Regions from separate parts of the Zea mays genome. Here region 2 is linked to region 1. Evidence: chromatin contacts called from public Hi-C data. All regions are on one chromosome and are shown on one strand. The core of a region is the stretch at or near the end of the contact, and the rest is flanking DNA. Distances in the headings are between cores, read along the strand shown.

Region 1 (3,553 bases), core at 396-2,895:
TCGGCAGGGGGCACCGGACAGTGTCCGGTGCGCCAACTGCCCCAGAGCTGCAACAGTCGTCTGCGCCAGAAAAGGAAGGAGATCAGCATCGGACCGTCTACAGTGACTGTCCGGTGGCGCACCGGACTGTCCGGTGCGCCACTCGACAGAAGGCAAGGATGGCCTTCCTTGTTGGCCTCCAACGGCTCCTAGCTGCCTTGGGGCTATAAAAGGGACCCCTAGGCGCATGGAGGAGTCATCTAAGCTTACAAGAAACATTCTAAGACTCCAAGACTCCAACTTCACCCATTCAATTCTTTGAGATAGTGACTTGAGCTCGATTTGAGTTGTGAACTCCGTGCGTTGTGTTTTGAGCTCAAGTTGTGACTTGTGTGCGTGATTGTGCTGTAGATTTGAGTCTTGTGTGTGTTGCTCTCCCCTCCCTTACTTCTGTGCTTCTTTTGTGATCATCGTTGTAAGGGCGAGATGCTCCAAGTGTGGAGATTCCCCGCAAACGGGAGAAAGACTAAGAAAGGAAAAACCGTGGTATTCAAGTTGATCATCGGATCACTTGAAAGGGGTTGAGTGCAACCCTAGTCCATTGGGACACCACAACGTGGAAGTAGGCAAGTGTTACTTGGCCGAACCACAGGATAAAAATCATGTGTCTCTCGTGTGCTTTCTCTTTGATTGTCTGTGTTCACAAGAGCTCGTTTCAAGCTACTTAGCCGTTCTAACGTTAATAACTAAGTTTTGTGGCTATTAGTGTTGAATTTCACAGGATCACCTATTCACCCTCCTCTAGGTGCTCTCACAAACTCAAACAGGACAAATGCAAACCTTCAACCAGCCAGTAGACAACAACATTCATGACCCCACATAAACAAACATCCCAACGAGGCACCAAGTGTTTTTCCCTCACCAAATCGACCCAATCACCCAATCTAACATCCCAGAAACTGAGCCTCCAACAGAATTTAACACAAATGAACTTACAACTTAGTTCCCCGGCTAAACAATTAAGGAATTCACAGTTACAACATTTGATGAGATCTGATGCACCACCCGCTTTACTCTGTTCGTCCGCCCCGATCCAGTGAAGTCTCGGCATTTCACACCACACAAATGCAAACTAAAACTGATTAGTCCCATCACAACCAGAAAACCTCATATGCATTACACTCTTTAGAAACTCAAATTCCGCAATTTGTGCGACCCCTAAACCCACAGGGAAGGGGTTACGATTACGCACACGAAACCCTGGGCTGGTTCAAGTCGCACATCTCACATCGATCCGCCACGGCCAAGCACACGCACCGCCATCTAACGAACCCACGGCGTGCGGAGCCGAAGTCGAAACCTAGCCCGAAACCCCGAGCAACGAATCCCCAAACTGTCGGGACCATAACACCAATGAGCAGAAACGTAGAGACGGGGAAGGGAGGGGACGGGCAGGCGTCGTCACCTCGAGCACGCGGACTGCGGTGACCTCGTCGGCGCCGGTGATGCTGACGAAGGTGTCGATCGCCTCCTGCGGCGGCCGAGCCATGGCTGGGGACGCACCGGTACCGGCAGCAGCCTAGGTTGACGCCCGCGGCGATGCAACGGCGAGGCGGTTGGAGTCCTGTGCGGAGAGCCGGAGAGGAGTCGCGAAGCAGCGGAGCCGTGTGCGGTAATTCAAGTGGTGGCGATGTGGTGCTTGCTTATTGCTCTCCTCCTCCCCTCTCGCGGGCCGTGGGCCATCACCGGTGGGCCGCGCGAGAACGACAGACGCCGGAAATGACACAGGTGCCCTCGCCGCCTCGCGAACGCTGGCGTGCTGCCACGCTGGTCGCTGGATCAGATAGGCGTCAGGCCTAGAGGGCATGGGCGTAAAATGCCTTGACAGCCGATTTTCTATCTTCTTGCGAGACAAGGATGCCGCGGCAGGAGAAGAGGAGCAAGGAAAAGGCGTTGGTCCTTGTTCACCAAGGGATGGAGGACGCTTCGATGGGGCTGAAAGCATATGTAGCCACAACTACAACTGACTTGGTATATATGCCTTGCTGCAGGTAGGTGAATTCACGAACACATACACATCTTTTCGGCCGCACGGAGAAATGCGGCAACGGCACGGGAGAAGAGATGTCTAATTTGGATGTTTGTTTATGTTATCTTCGAAACCAAGAGGATTAGGCCAAATACACCTCAATTCAGAGCTTCAAACAAACCGTCAGCATAGTGTCATCATATGCAATTGAACTTTACCGATCTTTCGGCTGAAATCGTCAGTGCGTGGACACTCGCAAAATCTGAATACTTTAGATTGGCCGTCTAAAATTATCAAGGTGGTGCTATAGAGTTTGGTGAGATGAATACATCAATTATGCCGAAATCAACAGTTATAAGCTCGTGCTACAATTCTGGAACATTTGTATTTCATGGAACCAGGGAGAATCCGGGCAAAAGAAGCGCAGGATGGTCAAGTGGAACATTTGGTCGTACATTTCCACAAACACACGAACACTAGTGGAGCATATAGTTCGCGGAATTCAGGTATCGCACTTCCATCTGGACGTTGGTACGCAGTTCAGGTAATGGCACCAGTGGCAGCTGTCGTTCCCATTCTTACCTTTGAAGAGCATGACCAAGATAATGGCAAACCTGCATCGTAAAGCCACATTTGTCAATGCTCCAAGTTTACGAGAAGAATCACATCGCTCATACAAAGTGGCCACATTTGTCAAGGCTCCAAGTTTTGATTATTAGTGAAAAGGACCGTGATTAAAAAACTCGGCCGGAGAGAAAAAGACCGCCCTCCCGGTATTATATTAAGAAAATACCAAAACATGATCCCAGCCGAGAAAATTCTCGAACCCTGCCCCCATCATTAGCGGTCGTCACCGCCCACTCTGCAACGGCCCAGCCGGAGGGTGGCACGCATGACATAACTCGGGACGAACGGGGCATAACGAGGGATTTTTTTAACCAAACCTGAAATTCGCCCCCGAGGGGGATCGAACTCGGGACCTGAATTTGCTACTCGAAAGCCTTAACCATTACGCTAAGTGCTACGTTTGGTCACTACAAGATGACACTTTGGACTCGTCTTAGATGGTCTGAGTATCACTCCTTAGGTCCTGGGTTCGACTCTCCATGGGAGCGAAATTTAGGCTGTGGTTAAAAAAAATCGCTCTTTTGTCCCACATCAAAGCACAAGTCTAAGGCTTAACCCCGGTCGCGATCGTTCTCACATGGGCTTCGATGCCACTGTGTATGGGTGGAGCAGTGGTTCAGGGGTTTTCTCGACCTATGTGAGAAGGTCTTCTTAATACAATACTCGGGGGCTCTCTTACCCTCACAGGTCGAGTTTTTTAAGCCAACTAAACTTTGGCTCCTATTTTTTATTTTACTGTAGTATATTGAAAAGGTAAAAATATATCTGATGTATCTTTCGAAACAAATCTACTTGTATCATTTCCAAACATTCAAACCCAACACGACTGTTTGTAATCAAGGTTTGTAAATGACTACTTAAGACAGCCACAAAACTTCACTTATCTATGACTGGAGAGGCCTCCACTCACTAAAAGAT
Region 2 (3,553 bases), core at 573-3,072, 280 kb before region 1:
CCTCACTATATCAATGGCAGCCGGTGCAAGACCACCGGCTCTCTGGTCAAACATAGGTGGGGCTGGTTGCATGTTGGTATGTTGTCGTTCCCCCCACTGGTTTGAGCTACGTGGTGCATTTCCATTTGCCCTATATGGCTCATAGGTTTGATCGTTTCTTTCCGGCCTTCTAGGTGGGGCCGAAAAGCTTTCCTGGGCTCTGGATCCTGAATTAATGGGCTGGTGCATTGCATAGTGTGATGGGAAGTGTTGCTGGGACGGGCGAGGATTCATGTAATCCTCCTCAAAAGACTCATGCGCGGACTGTCCGGATACGTACCCGGACCGTCCGTGGTTATATGCGGACCGTCCGTCGTTGTATGCGGACCGTCCGACTGGGTAGTTTGGGTTCTGTGCCATGTGTGGTGGCTCGGGCGCCTATCTAGGTAACTCATTAAAAATAGGCCCGACTGTTGCTGGCCCGGACGGTACGCGCTCACGTGCGGATGGTCCGGGCATGTGCAGATCGGCTGATTTACTGCCGATTTGCGGTTACTCAGGGTATGTGTCCATCGGCATCCCATACAGGGGTTGTGACTGGTCGTGACAACCTGTAGCCGATGTGTTACGCGTGTTACCTCCTAACTCAACCTCGTGCGAAGGAAAATTTGTGATACTAGATTTATCAAATGCACGCACTAGTTTCTTAAGATCGCTTTGCATACCCCCTATGATGTTCTGCATTTGCTCACGCTGATCTTCTACATAATTTCTAAGAGATTGCAGATCGTTGGTATTACTTACATTGGGGATATCTGGCGTGGGTTGGAGCGAAGCCGGATCCGTCGCCCGATGTCGGACGACCTTGTTGTTCCTGTCCACTTTGAAGTTGGCCAAGAACTTTGCTTTCGCCTCCTGGATCATCCGCTCCTTGTGCTCCTCGAACTGGAGCTGCTCGTCAGCCGGCAAGGTTTCCCAAGTCGGCTCTATGATGTTGCTTGGAGAAATATCAGAGCTCCCCCTTGAACCGGCCATTGAGGGCCGATTTGATGAGCTTAGATATGTCTTCCCCAGCGGAGTCGCCAAAAGTATGTTGACGCCTTTTCGGAGCGCCAAACACTCAACAAGAACCGTGGCGGTGCCCTCTGCACAGGGGCGGACGGTCCGCGCGCAGGGGCCGGACGGTCCGCGGCCTGGTGCGAGGCGCGGTGGTGCTCTCTGCGCAAGGGCGGACTGTCCGCGGCCTGGTGCGCTGCTGGGACTTCTGCCTGACGGCCGGACGGTCCGCGCCCTAGGGCCGGACGGTCCGCACGTACGCAGGGACGGCAGAAGATCGCCGACGGCGCCTGGATCTCGCTCCCGGGAGGGACCCCGTCGGGGAGTAGAGATCCTAGGTGGTGTCTAGGCTCGGGCAGGCCGACCTAGACTCCTCTAATCGACGTAGAGTCGAGGAGAGGCGGAGAATTTGGGGATCGAGTGGCTAAACCTAAACTAGACTAGAACTACTCCTAGGATAAAATGCGAGTAAAAGTTGTATTGATTCGATTGTTGATGATTACAAATCGGCCGTAGACCTCTCTATTTATAGAGGAGGGGGGCTGGACCCTTTACACAACTGATTCCGAGCTAATCCCGCGAATATAGCTAACAACCGTAGCACAAAACTCGGAACCCTAATCTGTTCTGCGCACGCGCGGACCGTCCGGCCCATAGACGCGGACCGTCCGGACCGCGGACCGTCCGGCCTCAGGGCCGGACAGTCCGCCGGCTCAAAACCGGTTCGAACACTTACCTTCAGGTTAACTTTTCAAGCCAGGCCCAAGGGTAAAGCTGGTGGGCCGACGATTGGAACCCACACCCAACTCCCAAGTTGCTTGCTTGATTTCGCCGAGCAGACAAAGATCGGGTCGAGTCCTACGCCGACGCCGGCGACGAACAAGGATGGTGAAGGCGGTGCTCGGCGACGAGGAGCACCTCAAGGCCTTTGAGGAAACGCTCGCCTCGCCCTCCTCTCCTCCATGTCAAGCCCAGGTTGGCCACTCGCTTCCCTCCATCGCGTTGCGCCTCCCTCCCTCTCATCGATCCATACCATCCTCTATCCCCCCCATCCGCATCTACTGACCTGGTTTCATCTGTTAAATTCCTAGGTGGGCCTCGTCGTCGGCAAGCTCAGCTCTTCCTCCGACCGTGCCCTCGTCTACGCGTTGCTCCCCACGCCGCTCACCGACGCCGCCGCCCCCGCATGCTCTCTCCGCGCCGCCCCCAAGTCCAAGCCTTCCAAGGGCGGCGGCAAAGCTCCTTCCTCCTCGGACGCCTCTCTCGACTTCGATGTCGAATGGATCTCCGAGCACGCGCGGCAGGTACCATAGACTCCCTCCCACGCCACACTCACACCATCAATTCCTTTTCTTCTGCAATTTCTTTCAATCTGTTGCATATTACTAGTACATACATGCTTTTAGGTGTCTAGGATGCTGCTCGGTGGTATGAGTGTCATGGGTGCTTACGTATGGGCTTCCGAGGCATCATTCAAGGCCACATCCCCTGCTGTCCTGTCGCAGGTATCAGCTTCTTCGTTTCATTGCTTCCCCCCTTTTATGCTAATGCTACGGTTCAACCTATCAACTCTTCCTTCAGCTACCAGACTCCGCTTGCTCATACCATGCTTCCAAGGGATCGGGTGTGAATTATTTACCCGTGCCATGCCATCTTTCAGGTCATTCGAGCGATTTGCCAAGCTTGCTATGGCAGTGCATCCGGTGTGAGGCTGCTCGTCCACATTTCTTACAGTCCTCGAAGGTGCTGTCTTATCTTCCTACTTGTTAGCTTTGGCGCTCTTCTTCTCAAGATATGTTTGTTTGTCCACTACTCATCTGCAATTCTGCATACCAGTTTACAAATACTTGATTAACTTGGCTTTTGATGCTTACTCCTGCCATAAACGAGTGATTCCATGTATCTATACTGTTGTCCTTTTGGATGTCAACAGGAAGTATCCCCCCTCGTAAATCTAGTTTCTTCAGTCCCATTTCATTCTTGTGTGGAGTTATCAGGTAATGTTAATGGGATGCGATTTAATTATGAAATGTATATTTTCATGTGTTACAGATGGGCCTGCCGTATATGCGAGGTTGCATCAGGAAGTCTGCGTCCGTGCGATTTTAAGTACAGCAAACTATTAGCTTCTCTTCAAACTTTCAGATGCACATATAATTTTGAGATAAGGTATTAAATTTAACATTTCCTGTATCTTTATGATACAGACAGACAATACCAGTTTATCTGGTTTGAGTCTCTAATTACCACATTTATTGGCATAGGTTGACATCTGTTCAAGCTGAGCCGTTTAAGAAAATTATTTTGAAGGCAATCAGTCATCTCACAGAGGAAGTGCAGAATGCCAGAGCTTTGGTAGATGGGCAACTGGTAAGTTGGAATTCTTAGCCTCCCTCTATTGCAGTTTTAATCCGGCTGCGGCTGCGGCTTCTACAGTATTTTGTCTCTATGGATTGCAGCTGCAGCAGTCCGAACAGCTGCAACAGCTGCGGCTAGCTAGTTCTATGTATGCAGTTGA

The links. A called contact is a pair of places that touch in the nucleus more often than the background predicts.
Region 2: a Hi-C map of ear shows a contact between it and region 1, with 2.7 times the contacts expected there. The contact joins the promoter of LOC100193322 here to the promoter of LOC100383567 in region 1. A contact is called at or near these places in 2 of 25 Hi-C or Micro-C datasets (ear and tassel).

Annotation. Positions count from the first base shown.
Region 1 is chr4:201,182,037-201,185,589 of Zm-B73-REFERENCE-NAM-5.0, reverse strand. It overlaps LOC100383567, which reads right to left and starts at 1,645. Exons shown (of 11, transcript NM_001176215.1): 1 at 1,445-1,645. The coding sequence starts at 1,528. It overlaps LOC103654434 (RHOMBOID-like protein 3), which reads right to left. Exons shown (of 5, transcript XM_008681266.3): 5 at 2,255-2,622. The coding sequence ends at 2,511.
Region 2 is chr4:201,460,418-201,463,970 of Zm-B73-REFERENCE-NAM-5.0, reverse strand. It overlaps LOC100193322, which reads left to right and starts at 1,822. Exons shown (of 11, transcript NM_001138459.1): 1 at 1,822-2,010; 2 at 2,127-2,339; 3 at 2,442-2,540; 4 at 2,696-2,778; 5 at 3,088-3,204; 6 at 3,300-3,405. The coding sequence starts at 1,921.